Regions from separate parts of the Mus musculus genome. Here region 1 is linked to region 2. Evidence: chromatin contacts called from public Hi-C data. All regions are on one chromosome and are shown on one strand. Each heading gives the region's core, a stretch centred on a gene start, on an enhancer-like site or on the middle of the called end of the contact. The rest is flanking DNA. Distances are from core to core; before and after follow the strand shown.

Region 1 (2,776 bases), core at 154-2,653, 330 kb before region 2:
CGGATCCTCAGAGAGCAGGTCACCACCACTCCTATGTACGTGTGATATAATGTATACATTCACAAGCACACATACGTGTGTGCATGGTTTCAGATTTGGACACATTCTAGAGTTGCTGAAATAGCAGTTTTAGTTCATCACGTTCAACTTAAAGGAAGCCGACTTGTTTGACTGCACAACTAATTTTTTCCTCCTTAAACACAGTTACTTAAAAGATCATTTTAACTGGAAGTGTTTCTTTTGACCCTATTTTAACTGATTTCCAGGAGACAAAAGAAGGTAGCATATATATTGATTTGATTCTTTAAGGGAAAAAAAAAAAAACACAGGCACATTGCTCACAATCATGCTCTCTGCACCCTTAATAGAATAATGGTGTTTGGCTGTGCCTTTCACCCATTCTCTCCTGATATTGCAGTACTTTGTTGTGCCAGAGCAACAGAATAGCATCCTGCACCTGCCTCGGCTTAAACCTCAGATGCTCCGTCTGAGTTGTGCAGCTTTGGACCTGAGAGCTCTCTCGGCATGGCAGGCTTCCTGGGAAGGAGGGCTAGCGATAGCATGTGCCTTGAATTCTGTTGTCCAAATGTCTCCTTGCCTGACAAACACTCTAAACTTCTTTGCTATTGTTACTACATGTTAATCAAGGGGAAACAACGTTTACAGGTAGGAAAAACTTACAACTTATAAAAACTACTGGACTTACCACCCTCAGCCCAATTGAACTTTGTCTTGCCAAATCAGAAACATCCCTGGAGTCCCTTCTAATCATTGAATTGCTCACACAAATAATGTTTGATATTAACAATGTCTTTTTTCTATTTCAGTTTTTACTTGAAATGTCATTAAATTGTGATGGTATGGCAATTTCTGAATAAACATGACAGAAAAACTATTTCTTTTCTTCTTTAGATATATATTTAGAATTTCATGGTGGGCAGCCTTTATTCTTTGTGAGGTGGCCAATTTTAAATGGGAAGTAAGGAAATTACAGAGAAAAAAAAACAGTAAAAGAAAATAAAGAGCCCTTAATTCCACCCCAAGCAATCCAAGCAATGCCTACAATGTTAATAAAAGTATTGTGGGAGAAACAAGCTTTTCCAAAATGGTTACCAAACAATTTACTGTTCATGGTTACGTTATAGGGACAGATCTGAGTCCTAGCACACTCAATGGCATTTGCTGGGTTCCTTATCTTTTGATACAGGGCCATGTGGTTATTAGGAAAGGGGAGACACTCTCTTCAGGCTGATGAGCTGAGGGGAAGGCTCAAACAGTGCTGGCTAGAAGCTGCAGGACCCTTTCTAATCAAGGACGTAGCTCCACAGTTGTAGGCAGCCTAGTGAGGAAGGGCTTCCAGTCCTCTCTGTCCTGGTTTCTGTGGGTTCATCTTGATGTAGGTTTTAGGGTCTGTCTGTCTGTCTGTTTTTGCCTCTCCCCTCCTGCAGTTTTGTAATCTCCCCTCTGTCCACTCATCCTCAGAGGTGAGGGTTTGAGGTTTTCATTCCCCTTGTGTGGTAAACAGAGTCTGCTGTTTTGATCTTTTCAAGTTGTGCTTTCTACTGAACCTTAATGAAAATGGCAGCCACGTTTGTACCAGAGAGTTCCTGCCCCCTTGTGTCCAGAGGCAAAACTGCATAAAGTGAAAGGAGCCACCCCGTAAGGCTGATCTTCACACTGTGGGACATGCAGAACAGAAAATAAAGAATCTAGGGCTTAGCAATATAGCGTTTCCTTTGAGCTACCAATGGGCCTTTATTCCTGACTTACTTCATTTAGTGTAACTGGCTATTATACCTGTTGGTGCTAAAAGTCACATGGAGTTGAAAAAAGTAAGCTGTACAACCTTGTGTATAGTTTGATACACTTGAAGAAAATTGCTAGTGATCAAAGTGACCCACATGTATATTTATATAAAACATTAAAAACCAATGTTCACCAGGTGGTGGGGGTGCACCTCTTTAATCCCAGCACTTGGGAGGTAGAAGCAGGCAGATCTCTCTGTTCTGCAGAGCAAGTTCTAGGACAACCAGGGATATACAGAGAAACCCTGCCTCAAAAAACAAAACAAAACAAAAAAACAAATAAACAAAAACAATGTGTCAGACTTATCGAGATGGCTTTTGGGACCTCGAAGGAGATTGGCATGTTAATGTTGGGGGAGAGAAAAGCTGTTTGCATCAAGCAGTCATGAAAACATACTCAGGGTTTGTTATAGATGACACATTTTCAGCATCTTTTGACACATTTATAATTTTTAAAAGAACTGGAGCAGGAGAGACCAGGACTTCTCTTGAGTATAGACAATGAAGTTCAGTCTTTGGGTTGAAAATAAGCAAAGAGGAAAACAGCTCTGGGTGTCCTAGCAGCGTAAGTCCGTCGCGTGCAAGGTTACTGTGAACATTCTCAGAACTCTAAAGTGACCGAGGGGCGGGTGTGAACAGTCAGCCCACTTACACTCCTGCTACATCTCCAGCACATCTCATTTAAATCTAGCGCATGGGCAGTTACAGCTCTCTGTAAGAACCCTTGGACAAGGCAGAACACTGGGAAGATCTCCTTTTCCAGATGGGTGCTTGTTTTCCTGAGTCTGTTTCTGTGCTCCTTCCAACCTTCGAGTTCCACCCAGACCGTGCCTGCCATGCTTTCAAATACTGCAGACTCAGGAATGCATTTGAAATCCGCCTTTTCATCAGCACTGTATCTATCACAGATAAGGGAACTCCCCTATCGCCAGCACCACAGGCTTCGGTCTTCAAGCCCTTCTTAACCCTCC
Region 2 (2,792 bases), core at 152-2,651:
CTTCTTCATTGTGGTGGGCACTACTTTCTGCAGATAGGTTGGATTCATAAAGCCATACTGGCACTATGATCCCCAGCCTCACTCTTATCCCTCTGACAGAGGCCTTCTGTTACACGTTCAGTATGATATATAAGAGCAGGTTCCTAAGTTCTTTAGACAAGTCTCACTATGTAGCCTTAAACTGAGGACAGGCACCTCCACATCTAGCTTAAGAATGAAGTTTTAACTAGCCATGGAAATAGTATATTTTTTTAGGATTCCATTTTAATAAAAATTACCTCCTTTTCTCCCAACCCCCCTGTTTTCTCATACTTATAGTCTTTTTACTAGAGGACCCTGATTTGAACTACAGGAAAACTATTTTCTTGTATCATTGGAGGTTTTGTTTCCACTGTAATATGAAAAGTGTGTCCTTTCTTTTTTTTTTTTAGCTATGTGTTTAATATTTCAAATGTTGTTCTAGGTCTCAGAGCACCAGCAAGGCAAATGTTAGAAATTTTGGCCGCTCACTTCTGGCAGGTTACTGTGCCACGTACATGCCTGATCTGGTGCTGCATGGAACCAGCAGCGATGAGAAGCTGAAGCAGTGCCTGGCAGCTGATCTGGTCCACACGGTGCACGTAAGTGACCAGCTTAGAGCCACACGATGGCCAGCAGCAGGCTCTTGATCTTACACTGAAAGCATCTGCATAAAGGATTGCTTGTAAGGACATAGAGCGGCATGCCAGCCAATGAGGTGGAACTAAGGGTCTGGGGACTCTGTAAGCATAGCTGGGCCAGACTCAGCAAAGGAAAAGCAGGTAATGGCAGAGCTGCAGAGTCCTGGAGCAGGAACAGAGACTGCCTGTCTGGGGACAGTGAGGAAGGTGGAGCATCTGGCCTCCAGTTCTCCCCTCCATCCTCCAGTTTCTCCTGCAAGAGGCCAGAGAGCAAGGGCACAGCAAAGGTAGAGACCTGCGATTTTCTATAGAGGTCAGCCTCCTGGAGCCAGAACAGCACGGGCAGAGTAGTCAAGTGGGGGTGAATGGCTGTGGGCTGGCCTGGCAACACAAATTGACAGATGGTGAGTGACAGTTATATGCCTTCAGAAGGAAGACCGCAGAGATGTTGGGTATGGCTTGCTTCTTATCCAAACCTTGCAAGTTTGTAAAGGCAATTACTTTAACTGATTTGTCACTGAGCTCACTCTGATAGCCGGGTGGAGATGGCTGTAGAAAGATTTACAGGTATTCCTGGAAAATCGCCTGTAGCTACTGCCAAGTGCTTTTCTGTTGTCTCCAGCATGACAGGAGCTGAACACTTAGAGAGACCGTGTCATTCTGATGGACCTGTTTTTAACTGTGCTGCCGCTGGGCAGATGTGCGAGCGTGGCTGTTTTGCAATTAGAAACATACGCTATCTTGTGCAATAAGGAGAATCCTGTTAATTTCCTCATTAAGATTGTTGGAGCCTGGCTTTCTTATCTCCTCATTGCACACTTTTTGTTTGTTAAGGGGAAGGGTTTTTGCAAAGTAGAAAAGAAGACATTGTAGGTTATCTTTGACCTTGAGCATCTGCCCAGATATGAAGCAGACACAGGCTAAGCAGGCTAAGGATGCTTGTATGAAGTAAGACGAAGGGCTCCGGTGGGAAGTAGAGATCAGTATCCTGCACGCCATAGAGGTAAATAGCTGTAGAGGAAGTTCCTAGGGTCTGGGCAGGGCCCACCCAGCACACATGTGCTTACCCAAATATGCCTAGTCCTCCACACTTTGTGATCGACAGTCCTGGAGTCAAACTGAAGTTTCTGTTACCTACAAATTACTCGAACTTCCCTTCATTCTTAACACAGATACCACACACTTGCTTTTAACATTTCAGAGGTTGGGTCATCTATCCATCCCATAGTATAAGCACAGGGCCCTCCTTGTGTGATATCACCTTCCTGCACTGTCCTAAGTGTGACTGTCCTTTGTTTAGTGTGTGTTGGGACATGATAGGACCCTGTTTTATGTTGTCATCTCCTGCCTATATCCATATATGCAGAGCCCTTGGGTGTTGGCTTTCTGTGGTGCTGTTGGTTTGATTCCTGTGGATGTCGGTTTTGCCCCTTGCACCTTTACCAAGCCAGAGAGCTGCTGCTGACAGAGGCTCCCAAGGCTGTAGGAGCCAGCGGGGTTGTCCTCAGTGACAGTGAGCTCACGAGCGGCTGCTCATTTTTTCGGAAGTGCCCAGATTCAGTCACTAACCGCCATGGAAAAACAATCTCCTGGTTGATAACCACCTCCAAATGATCTGTGACACAACTCATGACATTTTGTCATTTTTAAAAATGGGTCATCAATTCTGCTTTCTGAATATTCAATTTTCATTGTGACATCTAGCTCTGCAGTTCTTGTGTTTGAGAAAATAGCCATGCCTTCATGGTCATTCCTCTTAGAGCTTTTCCATTTTCATTTTCTCCCTTTTAAAAACAGCATTTTTACATTGTAGGAGCTCTCATTTTTTTATATAGTCATCTTGAGAGGTTAAATTTTATTAGGCATACTAATTTATTTTGTGTGGTATGAGTGCTTACAAAATGCAGTCATGTGCATAGTGCTATAGGAAATTGTAAAGGACTCATAAAAATATCTTCAAGTTTTAATAATTTCATATGTTCAGATAACATTAGTAGATTTCCAATTTCATTTAACAAACTCATCATCACGAGTTCTGCGTTTGTTTGTTTGTTTGTTTGTTTGAGACAGACTCTCGCTGTGTAGCCTCAGGCTCTGAGCAGTCCACCAGCACCTGCCTCCCAAGCCCTGGGA

What was found. Hi-C and Micro-C count contacts between places; a contact is called where the count stands out from the background.
Region 1: a contact with region 2 is called in a Hi-C map of the G1E-ER4 cell line, with 3 times the contacts expected there. The contact joins two enhancer-like sites. A contact is called at or near these places in 2 of 484 Hi-C or Micro-C datasets (the G1E-ER4 cell line and embryonic stem cells).

What each region holds. Positions count from the first base shown.
Region 1 is chr3:79,810,683-79,813,458 of GRCm38.p6, reverse strand. Tmem144 (transmembrane protein 144) reads left to right here. Exons shown (of 12, transcript NM_001379543.1): 12 at 1-895. Among named protein-coding and RNA genes, the nearest start is that of Gm26420, 23 kb to the left of the region's middle. Within about 2 kb of position 1,403, at least 8 of the 459 cell types and tissues checked have an H3K27ac peak or open chromatin away from gene starts, as enhancers often do. A contact at or near this core is called in the G1E-ER4 cell line, where this site is marked.
Region 2 is chr3:79,477,315-79,480,106 of GRCm38.p6, reverse strand. It overlaps Fnip2 (folliculin interacting protein 2), which reads left to right. Exons shown (of 17, transcript NM_001162999.2): 14 at 464-620. Among named protein-coding and RNA genes, the nearest start is that of Gm36442, 33 kb to the left of the region's middle. Within about 2 kb of position 1,401, at least 9 of the 459 cell types and tissues checked have an H3K27ac peak or open chromatin away from gene starts, as enhancers often do. A contact at or near this core is called in the G1E-ER4 cell line, where this site is marked.